Regions from separate parts of the Mus musculus genome. Here region 1 is linked to region 2. Evidence: chromatin contacts called from public HiChIP or PLAC-seq data. All regions are on one chromosome and are shown on one strand. The core of a region is the stretch at or near the end of the contact, and the rest is flanking DNA. Distances in the headings are between cores, read along the strand shown.

The links. HiChIP or PLAC-seq counts read pairs in DNA pulled down with a chosen protein or histone mark.
Region 1: a contact with region 2 is called in an H3K4me3 HiChIP or PLAC-seq map of embryonic forebrain, with 6 times the contacts expected there. The contact joins the promoter of 9430021M05Rik here to the enhancer-like site in region 2. A contact is called at or near these places in 3 of 39 promoter capture datasets (the 3T3-L1 cell line and the C10 cell line) and 2 of 115 datasets of contacts at active chromatin or transcription factors (embryonic forebrain and forebrain).

What each region holds. Positions count from the first base shown.
Region 1 is chr2:162,658,964-162,665,103 of GRCm38.p6, forward strand. 9430021M05Rik (RIKEN cDNA 9430021M05 gene) reads left to right here and starts at 2,200. Exons shown (of 4, transcript NR_033569.1): 1 at 2,200-2,463; 2 at 2,758-2,833. Ptprt (protein tyrosine phosphatase, receptor type, T) reads right to left here and starts at 2,184. Exons shown (of 31, transcript NM_001291150.1): 1 at 1,837-2,184. The coding sequence starts at 1,936.
Region 2 is chr2:160,969,680-160,976,557 of GRCm38.p6, forward strand. It overlaps Chd6 (chromodomain helicase DNA binding protein 6), which reads right to left. Exons shown (of 37, transcript NM_173368.3): 28 at 467-527. Among named protein-coding and RNA genes, the nearest start is that of Emilin3, 61 kb to the left of the region's middle. Within about 2 kb of position 2,587, at least 20 of the 459 cell types and tissues checked have an H3K27ac peak or open chromatin away from gene starts, as enhancers often do. A contact at or near this core is called in embryonic forebrain, where this site is marked.

The DNA of each region.
Region 1 (6,140 bases), core at 950-3,449, 1.7 Mb after region 2:
TATGGCGCCTTCGCAGTCGATTTCTTCCCAAACTGTACTCCAGGATTGCTTTTCTTCCCGGTGTGTTCCGAGCAGCAAACAAAGAAAAGGTGCTTCCTCCTCACACTTCTCTAAATGTTTTAACAAAAGGCTGCTGAATAAACACATTACTCATTTAAAAATTGAACCGAAGTTCTATCCCTGAGATGAAAGCGGCTCGATTTGCATTTAACAGCTGTGAGCGAGCGCCACCTTGCGGTAACATGCGGAACCGGCGTGCGTTTCAGCCCTGGACAGCTTTCTGGAGCAGGTTCTGGGTTTACAGCTGCTACCCAAAAAAGGTCTGTGGGACGTGTTTGATCCGGTTTCTGCTGCGGGAACGTGAGTACTATTAACGTATGAATGTCCCGCCAAGCCTTAGAAGACAGTAAAGATTAGAATCATAAGTCATACCCGGGTCCCCAGGACTGCCTCAAGCACCCTCCTGCCAGCTTCCTGACACAGCACACCTAACGCAGACCCCAAAGCGAGGGAAACAAGAGCCTTGAAGCATCTTCAGAATGATGTTGCGGCCGTCTCTTTTCTCCCCCTCTTGTCCCAGCCTTTCAGCTTCAGACACCTCAAAAAGAGTGGCCTCCTTGCTCAACTTCGCTGGCACGAAAACAAGCTGTTCCTTCCCATACATCCTGTGTCCAGTTTCCATTTTAACATCAAGTCAGGGAAGAAAACCTAAGACATTTCTAACGGAATGTCACTCCGGCGGTTCTTCCTCTCAAAAGCAGCCTGTTTAGAGACTTCCATCAGGCTCACTGCCTTTCTTTCCCTTTCTTCCTCCCCTGATTTCTTATGTGAGCACAGCTGTTGCTTAGCAATCCAAAAAGAACCCTTTCCTAAGTTCCGCTGACATGCCTCAACGTGCCCCCCGCCCCCGACCCCGACCAGCGACAGCAGCTCAGTGTGGTCACTCCTAAACCAAAGGTGCTAAGAAACTTCGAGGTGATTTTGAACTTGGAGGTATCCCTCCCCACCTCTCCTTCCCTCTTTAAGGGACTCACGGAAGGAAGCCCTACCAGTGGGGTTTTAGTGATGAGAGAGACCCTCGGTAGTGGTCTCTTCAGCTCAGTCGCCACTAAGAAGACACTAGACACACTCTGGGGAACTAGCTACCTGCCCATGGGCAAGCCGAAAGACGAGTGTCCCGAAGTTTTCAGAAGCCCACTAGCTCACTGATCAAAGCCACTGCACTTAAAGGGCCTTAGCAGGGTACCCATTACTCTGGACAGAGCCACGAGGTGAGGTGAGGGTTTAGCCGAGTGGGTCATTCACAAGAACACTCCCATGGGAAGTCCCAGCTGCTAAGGGCTCGCTAAGGGGAGCGGCGTGTTTAGAACAACACTGGATGATCTTCAGTGTCTCCCAGGAGAAAGGAAAAGCCACCGCCCTGGCAGCCTGGGCCTGCTAGGGACCTGTGCTCCCCACTCCAAGAGCGCGCAGCCCAGGAAGCTGCCCGGGTGACAGTGCTCCGCGCCGGGCGAGAAGCGGCGCCTCCTCCCTCCACCCCGAAACACTCGAGTGACAGGTTCCGACAAGTGGGAGGCAGCAAGTGGAAATATTCGCAACAGCCGCGCAAAGTTACTCCCGCCCGGGGGTGGGGGGGAAGCGGCAGGAAAGTAAGGCGACGAGGGGCCAGGGGGGGACCTGGAGCGGGACTGGGCACGCCTGGACACAGCAGCTGCGTCCGGAGGTTGGGACGGGACTCCCACCGGGCCCCGGCATCCCCTGGCCACGGGACCCAACTTTCTCCTCCCAGGGCTGGGGAGAGCGAAGGGGCCCGGGGAGCCCGGCGGGCGCACTCACCTGCGGCGCTCTGCGCTCCGGCGCCGGGCAACGGCGGCCGCTGCAGCCCCAGGAGCAGGAGCCGGAGCAGGCAGAGGGCGAGCCCGCCAAGGCTCCCCATCCGGGCGGCAAGCGGCTCAGCCCCTTCCCGAGGGCGCCGGGGCCGGGACTCGGGCGGGCGCGGGGCGGCCCCGCATCGCCAGCGCGGCTGCAGGCAGTGCGCGCCGCTGGGCTCCCGGGGCTGGCTCCTCTCCGGCTGCGGGAGCCGGCGCCGCTGCGCTCCGAGCCCAGGCGCGGCGCGAACTGAGGCGCGAGGCTGGGCGGGGGCGGGACGCGGGGGCCGGGGGGCGGTGTCCCCAGAGTCCTAACGCCGCCGCCGTCGCCGCCGCCCGCCCGGGCGCTCCGCCTCGGCCACGCACACACACCCTCGCGCGCACGCCCGCCCGCGCCTGGCACACGCCCGCGGCTGCCACTCGCGGGCTCCCCCACGCACCCTCTCCCGGGCTGGCCGGCTCGGGGCCGCTCGCGCACTCAAGCGCGTACACACATCGCTCTTGCACACACAGGATCTGCGGGGTATTCGCCTCTTCGCCCCGCGCCACACCACCCAGCTGAGCATCGCTTTCAGGCTACCCTGCGGGGGCGCAGGTACGAGGCGATGGGGGGAGGAGAGAAACCTGGAACAGCCTTTGAAGTAAGGGTGGGAGAACAGGTGACTGGGGGGGGGGGGGGCAGTGCGAGCAGGCAGGGGGAGGGAGAGGCCCGATCAACTCCGGACGCTACAGGGCTGTGAATTGCGGGAGGGGGATGCTTCGCAAAGCTGGGGACAGCTGTTGAAGGGTCTCCTGCACACCCTAAAATTCTCTCGTATATTCATATTCTCCCTTTCTCTTTCTTTCTCTCTCCCTTTCCCTCCCTCTTTCCTCATCCCCTATCATCTAGTCAGCAGTCCAGCACAGCCGACCTTAATCACAACACATCTCTTTCTCTTGTCCCTAACCCCGCCCTACACACACAGGTGTGGGAATCTCTCCCCCTTCTCTAGCTGCCTCCCCTGTTCTCCCTTTCAGAGAGAAATGGAGCTTTCCCCCTTTTGCTTCCTGGTCTGAACAAAGACCTGGCTGGGGCTGAAGGCCTAAAGACATAGATCACTGGGCAGTGCCTGCCACAGCCCACAGGCCTGCCACCAGGGGAGGGATGTGAGCCTTGTATATAAAGGCCTTCGATAAGGACACCCAAAGATGCTGAAGGGATTCCTACTTTGTAAACACTTTACTGCCTGCCCAAAGCCCTCCTTCGGTTTAACAAAGTGTTTCCCCCTCCCCATTCCACTCCCTTGTTGGAGTCCCAAAGGACTGAACCGGACAGACAGACCATTAGGAGTCATATGGAAGTCAAACACAGCCAGCATCTCCAAAAGTGGGGCACCAGGGGCTCTGGGTTGGAGTTGCTTTGGCAGAGCCTCACTGGTACCCCAGCTCTGCCGAGGTGGACGTTTTTTATTGAACACCAGCCCATTTATTTCTCTCAGCCCACACTTGTAATTCCAGGCAAATGCTTCCACCTGGCTCTGAACGACCTCCCTCCACCTCCACAGCCTCCACTTTTCTCAAGATAAACACAGGGGCCAGCCCATTGCATGGCCAAGCACCTCCCACACTTCCCTGGTCAAAGCACTCTCCCAGGGGAGAGGACCCCTCCCCCCCCCAAAAAAAAGAAAACCCTGCTGCTTAGCCCTCACTCCAGGGAATAGGGTTTGTGCTCTGGGGGGTTTTGGGGGGGGGGGGAGTGGCGGGAGCCTGGGAGTTAGACCTCTTGCAAGCTACCTTGCAGGTCCTTAAATTTTTTACTAATATTGACAGTGCACTTGACTGGGCAGTCATAGCCTTGGCTGTTCTCTGGTGACACAGGATGATTGCCCCCCTGGGAACAATAGGAATAGAAGATCCCTTCAGCTCAGAGCTAAACTGCCCAACTGTTTGATCCAGCCCATGTCTATCCAGGCCTAGCCTTAAGTTAATGAGTTAGAGTGCAGCCTCTAAGAAGAAACATGACTCCAGCCCACAGCTGTGATTGTCCTGGCTGATGGGAGACTGGGGGGGGGGGGGGGGGGGGCTCTGACCCAGGAGAGGAATAGGAGGTCTCTAAGCCACTAAGTAGTTTGGTGTAACTTGTCAGGGTTCCCCTGAGTGCCTGCCAATCCGTCCCCTCTCTCAGGCATTCTAAGGATAAAATAGCGGTTCTCGGGACATCTTCTGGGCTCTCACCATCCCTCAGCTCCTGAGCCCATGCTACAGGATGTTATTTATCACTGTAGCCAAAACTCCAAAATCCGAATGGGGATCGCATGGCCCCAAGGAAAGTCATCTTGTTTCTTGGTGAGCGACTAGCAGAATGTGACCTGATCACAGCAGCAGGTCTTGCTTGCCCAGCTGCAGGGTCTCAAACCAGCACCCTCTTGGGTTTGGTCTGGAGCTGTAGTTCCCAGGCCCTGTGCTCCACCTACTGACTGGTAAGCTTTGGCATCTGGCCTCACTGTCACACTGCACCAGACCAGCTCCCTCTGCCTGGAAGGGCCATCTCACATCCCTTCCCGGGTAAACTCACTTAAGTTTCTCTTTGAGGCATTTGGTCAGCAAACCTGTTGTCCTGGTCCCCTAGGTGCATCACCTAGGAGATGCTATCTCTCCACTTGTCTGTCCTAGGAGACAGTTCCCACAATGCATCTGGACGCTTCACCCAGGGCTGAGGGCAGAGGAGCTTTAAGGAAGGAGGAGGGTGGGTCCCACAAGATCAGTAATGCCCTAAAGATCTTCTCAGAACCAGCTAAAACCACCCTCTCAGAAGGCCAGGGTTCCGAGAGCTCCAGGGTCAATTCCTTACTTCCTGCATTAGCAGCTGGAGGGGGGGGGGGGGATATCTGGTTAGAGAAGAGAAACAGCCATTTGACTCCATCCACCTGCCCAGTGGGAGGGTGCTTTCCTCTTGGCTCCTAGTGCAGGGCAGGCTTTGCATCAGTGCTGAATGAAGGTAGAGCCCAGGGGGTGTCCTGTGATAGCTAGAGGGAGTGAGTACTCCACCAAGCAACCTCCAGTGCTGCTGGACCAGCAGGCCTCTCTCTCTCTCCCCCCCCCCTCTCCCTTCCCCTCCCCCTCCCTCTCATCCTCTGGGCCAGTATTCCATTTACCCTGTGGGATGCTTGGCAAACCTTTAGAAGCCTTAGTTTTCCTATCTGCATGGTGACTTCCCTTCCAACCCTAGTAGGGGTCGAAACAGGAGAATTCAGATGTTGTCTCTTTATCTGGGCAGTTTTCAAGGAAGTGGAAAATGGGATGTACCCTCTCCACAGTGAGCGACACCTGCTGTGCTCACAGTGAGCATGAGTCCAAGAGGCTGAGACTGCAGCCTGAGCAACAGGTGTGACCTATGCCCTCTGGGAGGAAGCATGTACAAAGAGAGGACAGAAAAACACACAGAGACAGGCCTCGTCTCCAGACTCCTTCTGTCCCAGTGTTTCCCAACCTGTCAGCAACCAGGAAAAGACACTCAAGGGCAAAGTGCCTCATCTACCTGTGTAGAAAGGCCAGTGGTGTGGTCCTTGATTTACCCCCATCTTATATATAAGGAGAAGGAGACTCAGGGAAAACAAAGGCCTGTGTGAAGAGATGCTGTGTCCCCTCACTTGCTGTGGGTAGCTGCACTCTTCTTTCTGGGACCCAAGAATACACTTGCTACGTTGCTTATAATTCATCATTTCAGTCTGTATCTAGCAATACTTCAAGTGTTCAGAGGCCACAAATGGTGAGTAGCAGCCGAATGCCACAGCTATAGAAACTTCTACTAACACTGCTATGGCCACGGTTGCCACGCCTCTCCAAAGTCTGACCCATTGTCTGTATTATAAAGTTTTATTGTGCCACAGACATACATAGACCTTGACACATGGATACTTTTTCATATAAACATCTGTTAACACTTTTGTACAGCAGAGGTGACCAAACCATAGGCCATGACTCACATCCAGCCCACTGCTTGATTTTGTTAATAAAGCTTTATTAGCATACAGATTCATTTATTTGGCATGTTATCTTTGCCTGCTCCTAATCTGCATAGGCAGCCACAATATTAATGTCTTTAGTTCATGGACAAAGTGTGACCTCTTTTTAGGTAAAAGTCTCATAGGACAGTCTGACAACCAACCACTGACCTAAAACTCACTTGCAAATGGGGTATCTGGACCAGGAGAATTTCTCTCCCTTCCCCTCCCCCACCTCCTCTCCCTCTCTCCTGTGAACATATCTCAATACAAGTTTTCAGGCCCCACC
Region 2 (6,878 bases), core at 1,337-3,836:
GGAGCCAGGCTAGTGGGAAAGGCAACAATTTTGCTTTAAAAACAGCTTTGCATTGTGGTCAGTGCTGTTCTTGCTCAAATGCACACCTCTTTCTGGAGGGCAGAGTCACTCTACAGAAAGGAAAGAGCAAAATTCTGTTGCCTTCTTCACAGTCATGGCTTCTATGCAGCTGACCCTTCCAACTACCAAAGCTCCAGTCAAGATTAAACTGAGATACAAAACACCCCACACCAGTGAGATTACAGTCCCTTCTTTACTGGTCAGATTATGTCCTGAAGACAGCGCTTGTGTAACTTTTGCATCTGATATTAGCTGGAGGAACTCAGAGACATGTGTCACTCTAGGGAAGCTTAATACAGGTCAACTTACTTTTAAATCTCCTTAAAGATAGCATTGATTTATATAAACTTCACAGTAACTACAAACTGGGACCTTACTTTTCTTTGCCTGCAGGACACAGTCTCACCTGCCTGGCTGTCATCCTTCTTTTCACCAAAAATGCCATCACTTCCATCACTGGGACTCGCCTAGGGATAAATGAAGCCATTGCATCAGCGAAACTGCAGCCCAGAAGAAACCACTGAGAAAGGCCCTGCTGCAAAGACTATGCATGCACAGAAAAGCCTCTGGACATCGTAAGACCCAGACAGGCCTCACAACCAAAGCTCACTTAGGCAGTTCCTCTCACACGCCCTCCCCCAGAGCTTCTTCCCACAGAGAATCAGGTTAAGGGATGGGAAACTCAATTACTATTTATAAGCACCATTTCTGTTTTAGCTGTGAATTTAAATATCTGCTTTGCCACCACTACTTGCAATTTAATACTGTCATCTCACAAAGAGCATTTCTGTTTTTCACTGTGAAAAAGTCAGGGTATCGCTCATTATGGAAACGGACACTATTTTTTATAAAGCATGACTGCTCCAGACATGGGTCCCAATGGTGTAACTTAAAATTAACATCTGAAGCTCCAAACCAACCTGGAGTAAGAGCAGAAGCACAGAGTTTGTGACGTCAGTGCACTAATGAAATCGGCTGAACAGACGGCTTCATTAGCTTTGTCCTGTCTCAAAGTAAAACTTTACAAATGCTCTTTACAAAGGATGATTTGGGACTGGGAAAGGAGATGCCCAAGTTAAGAATGTTCTACTTGCCAGAAGATATGAAACAGGAAGACTCTGAGAGTGAGTGAAGTGTCTAGGAGAGTCACTGCTGGTGTTTATTGAAAGCACTTGTTGGCTCCTGGACAGGAGACAGGTGCTCTGACACAGTGAAGGTGGATAGACACACAGAGCTTCCAATAGTTAAAACTTAAAACATTCTTTTAGGCCCTGAAGCCATGTATGGACCCAGGAGAGAAAACCCTAGAGAAAGTGCAGAGAAAGAAGTCCATTTTCTGAATATGGATTTCTCCTGTGTAGAATGGGGGTGACAAAACCCTTCACACGGCCCCTCTACTTATTCCAACTATCTCACAGGTCCAGACAACTGCCCCAGGAGGCTGAGTCACTCAGGGTCTCAGGCTATAACATGGGCCTCGAATACAGGTAGTCTGATTTGAGGACCAAGTTATCTAAGAAAGGGAACCAAGAGAGTTCCAGAAAAAAATTGGCTTTGGAGGTGAAAAGACACTTAGGACTGGGGAGCACTAGCTAAGCTGCCTTCTACTGCCCAGAACTGTTTCCTACTATTTAACAGAGCAGAAAATGAGGATGATCTATGATGCCATTTTGAAATGGCATCAAAAAGTGCCTCCGCATCCTACTCTTTAGGCAGGTGAACAAAACTAAAAAGTCCTACTACATCTTGTCTGTCTGTCTTCCAGCCAACAAGAGCCTTTAGATGTGGCTAGAACCTCTGTGAGGTACTTTGAATGCTGACATTTTTAAGGATAGATACTGGCAGGGGAAAATACTCTACAGCATACAAAGCTTGGGTGGCAGAGTGTACCAGCCTATCAAGCAGAGGGAAACATTCCCTCTGAAGGCATAATGGCAGCTGACAAGGGCTTGTCCACAGCTACAGGCTCCCAGTGTGGTGTGAGGTCAGCACACAGTTTTCTCCTCCAGTCTATCCAGCAGTTTCTGCTGGTGCATTTAGTAAACGTGAATAATCCTTGAGTAAACACTCACATAGGAAAGTTCTTGGTATGAATAAGTGCTTTTTCCTGTATCCCATCTTTTGTAAAGCATTTATCATCAACAGAATGACAGAACATGGCCAAGTAACCAGATGAATGTGAGTTTGATGCACAGGAAGCCAATAGTTGTGGGTACACAGAAGGTCTTACAGCTGAGCTCACAGTTTAACATGGAACACCATTTTCTACTTACAAGGGAAAGACATGTTCATCTAAGAAATGAGTTGACTTCAGGTAAGGGGTCCAGAGTGCTGATGACAAAGGGACAGACAGAACACAATTTCTCCATCCTGAGAACAAAGCCTCTGTTCTTTGGCTTTGGGCAAAATGGCTCCTTCTCTCTAAGGTGCTTTTCTTCTTTTTGAAAATGGAGAAAGTAATACTCAGCTTATTACAGGGTGGCTGTGGAGTATAATGAGCAATCTATGTGCTGGCACAAAGCCAATGCATTAATAGCTGGTAGCTGGGAGGAGGGAATATTAACAGACACTTAGCATTTCTCCTTTGCCTGGAGTATATGTCCTTATGTAGAGGATTACCAACAGTAGTAACAGCACCACTGGGGTCTACTGAGTCTAGGGAAGAAACTGCTGCACAGGCTGCAGTCAATACTGCGGAAGAATTTTTAAAAACGTATTGTTAGCAACCAGTGTTAGACAGCCGGAGAAAGTGTGGAGCAGGGAAGTCGCTTAAGCTAATCATCAATGGTGATGAAACTCAGGTTCAGAAGTGACCTCTGAGGGGCTTGTGAGTGCAGTGTAGCTCTGCGGGTGAGTGAACACACTGTGCTCCCTCCAAGGTAATGCCGGCAGCGGAAGGTGGCACAGCTATGTACATGGTATTTCCCTACTGAGGAGTGAGGTACATTTATTTCCTTACTTAAAACTAGAAGGCCTAGTCTCCTCTGTGCATGGCTGCTCCCCCTGCCCCCCATTTTGTCTTGGTTGAGGTGGCAGTGGCAGTGCAGACTTGGGAGGGATCTCTGGATTCAGGGGATTTCTCCTATGCCCTTACCAAACCCCAGTGTCAACACAGCAGTTGGCCAGATAATGAGTAAAGTGCTAGGCTCCAGGACTAACAGTGGAAACATCAGAAGAGTTAGTCCTGGGGACTCTGTCTGGTGAGTGAAAGACAAGCAGTGGCTATGCACGCAGTACCAAAGGCAACATAGAACATCAACCAGGGACTGCTGGGACGGGTCTAAGAGGTGATTCTCGAGCTAGACACTGAAAAAAAGTAAAGGAGTCTGCAGAACACAAGGATCTCTGTATACAGGTAACAAAAGGTCTGAAGTCAGAATCAAAAAGACCCTGCTGATGTTTTCATTTTGCAAGAAAATCAAGGTTCCTACTTTTGCATAAACTTTGTGTACAAAGTAGATATAAAACCAAATGTCATAAAGCTCAGGTGTCTTATTACAGAGCCTGCAGGAGCAGATAGGGGACAGTTTAGTTTGCTTAGGATTTATGTAGCTGACTGAGACTGTGCTCTAATTCCGGACAAAGGGGAAAGAATGATGCCTGTTTGTAAGTACGATAAAATTTACATACAATTAATACTGAGTTTAGGGTATCTTTCTTTGTTTTTGTTTGTTTTTTGAGAACCCTAGACAGGGTTTCTCTGTGTAGCCCTGGCTGTCCTGGAACTCACTCTGTAGACCAGGCTGGCCTCGAACTCAGAAATCCGCCTACCTCTGCCTCCCAAGTGCTGGGATTAAAGGAGTGCGTGCGCCACCACTGCCCGATGAATTTAGAGGATCTTAACCCACAAGAAATGGGTTCTTGTTCAGTTCCAGACTAAAGGTTCCTTACAGCAGGATTTGACCATTTACGTCATAAAATGTCCTTCCAAGTCTTTTCTCCTCCTTCTCCCTGATCGTCCATTGGCCACAATGTCACCCTATCACTGCTTTCCTATTTCAGAAAGCACCCAAGCCCCAGTCTCGCCACTGCAGCCAGAGCTGCAGACAGCAGAGACAGCACTTGCCACACAGTACTGTGCTAACAAAAGACAGCACTTGCCACACAGTACTGTGCTAACAAAAGCTGCTTCATTACTTCTTGTTTTGTTAACAGAGGTGTTACCTTCCCAACGTGCATAGCATGTGATAAACACTGTTAATGATTCTGGGTTTGAGACCATTCCAAGCACAGATATTCTTAAAACTGTGTGTGGTTCATACAACAACCCAGCTTCTGAACTTTGAACCTTGTAGCTGGCAACTGTTTTCTGATCAAAAGTATCACAGATGAGAATGGGATTGTGTGTGTGTGTGTGTGTGTGTGTGTGGTAGCTAATCATACTCTAATGAGTGCCCACCTGGAGTACATGCTCAGCACCGAGCAGTAATAACACCACTTTCCCACATGGGACATAAACTTTTCAAGAACTTATTTTCCTGTGTTGCAAAGGCTTGAGACACAGTGAACTGAAGGGAATCAGAAAACAAAAAGCTCAGAGAGAATGTATGCAAATACTAAAGAACAGAACAGAACTGAATGTAACTGTGTGATCAGGAGAGTGGAGACTCTGGCTCTAAGTAGAATCATCAAAGGGCAGTGCTGTGCAAACTTCCGATCCATGAAACATTCTGAGTCAGAACCCATGGCATTTGCCAGACACATCTGCTCAAAGACAACATCTGCTCAAACGGCCTTTGGCTCCTGGGCATGCACACACACCTGGTAAGCATTTAAGACCGTCCCTATCAGAAAACAGGAGAGAGGAGGAAGAAAAACCCTGAAAACCACTTTTATCTAACAGGAAAAATAGCATATGACAAAATTCAACAGCTATTTATGATAAAAACTCAGGAACTAGAATTATGGAAATGCCTTTTATTTCTGATAAAGTGACCTAACAAAAATAATCTACTATTATTATTATTATTATTATTATTATTATTATTATTATTTTGGTTTTTTTCCGAGACAGGGTTTCTCTGTATAGTCCTGGCTGTCCTGGAACTCACTTTGTAGACCAGGCTGGCCTCGACTCAGAAATCTGCCTGCCTCTGCCTCCAAAGTGTTGGGATCAAAGGCGTGCGCCACCACTGCCTGGCTAGTATTATTTTTATAATAAGAATTAAGGGGCTGGAGAGATGGCTCAGTGGTTAAGAATACTGACTGTTCTTCCAGAGGTTCTGAGTTCAATTCCCAGCACCCACATGGTGGCTCACAACCATCTGTAATGGGATCTGATGGCCTTTCCTGGTGTGTCTGAAGCCAGCTACAGTGTACTCATATATATAAAATAAACAAATAATTATTTAAAAAAATAAAAATGCATTAAAGAGACTTACTTATTTTATGTTTCTGAATATTTTGCTTCCATGTATGTATATGAACCACATGAGTGCCTGGTGAACTGGAGTGAACTGGAGTTATGGATGGTTATGAGCCACCATGTGGATGCTGGGATTTGAACCCACATCTTCTATGAGATCAAGTGCTCTTAAACGAGGAGCCACCTCTTCAACCCCTAATCAATATTACTCTAACGATAAGTGTTTTACTCCTAATACCTACAACAAGGATATTTATCCCACCAATATTACCCAATAAAGTGCTAAAAGTTTCAGCCAGTACCAGAATCCAAGAAAAGGAAAGAAGTTTTAAAATTTAGACCAGATGGGAATTTTAACTTTGTATTTGCAGATGACGACAAGACAAAGAAATCCATAAAAAGTGGCCTAAAATGGGTAAGCAAGCCCAAAACAGCTGAGGGTGCAGGGCAGGCAGAAAACACACACAGGATTTCTCTCCCTGTGGTAAGGAACATGGGAATGGGAGTGAGATCACAACAGCACTTACAATCACTCCCAAGAAGAAACAATGAAACGAAGTAACAAACAGTAGAGCTCACACACTGATGAAAGAAACAGAAAGTGAAATAAAAAAAATGATGACAGGCAGCGGCATACAATTTTAATTAATGTAACTTCTACTAAAATTTCAGCCAGTCTCTGAAAATATAGAAACTTTTTTTTTAATGAATTAAATATTTATTTACTGAGTGTGTCCATGTGGAAGTCAGAGGACAACCTGCAGGAGTCAGTTCTCTCTTTCTCTTAGGTGGTCCCAGGGAATAAACTTAGGCTGGGTAGCAAGTACCCTGACTTGCTGAGCCATGTTACCTGTCTAGATAATTTTACATAGAAATTTTACATGACAATTTTACAAAGTTACATAGAGAGGCACAGAATAAGTAAAGGTCAAATAATTTTAAAAAAGAATAGAGTGGGAAGGGATCAGTTGACTTTAAGACTTTAAGACAAGGATGCAACAATTTAGACTATGTACTACTGACAGAACTCAGCAATGGAGCCTCACAGACAGGCCAACCGGGTTTTCTCAAAGTTACGAAAGTAATTTGATAGGATAGAAGGTTAAGAGTATTTATGGACCAACAGGATAGGAACAGGTTAAATTACCTTGATCTAATTTTTGTTATTTAAATTAGAACTAACCTAAACTGGATCATAAAACTATAAAATGTGGGGGAGGGGAGGGTGGAAGAGGCTCTAGGTTGTCAGGTAAAACAGCTGAGACCTGGCACCATAAACCCAACCCACAAAAGCAAAAGTGAGAAACTTATTTCTTCAAATTAAAAACTCTTGCCACATTAAAGACAACATGGAAAGGATAAAAAGGCAAAACTACAAGGTTAGAGAAAATATCTGCAAACCACCTGTCTGATAAAAAGAAGAGTATCTGGCCAGGCAATAGCTGTGCACACC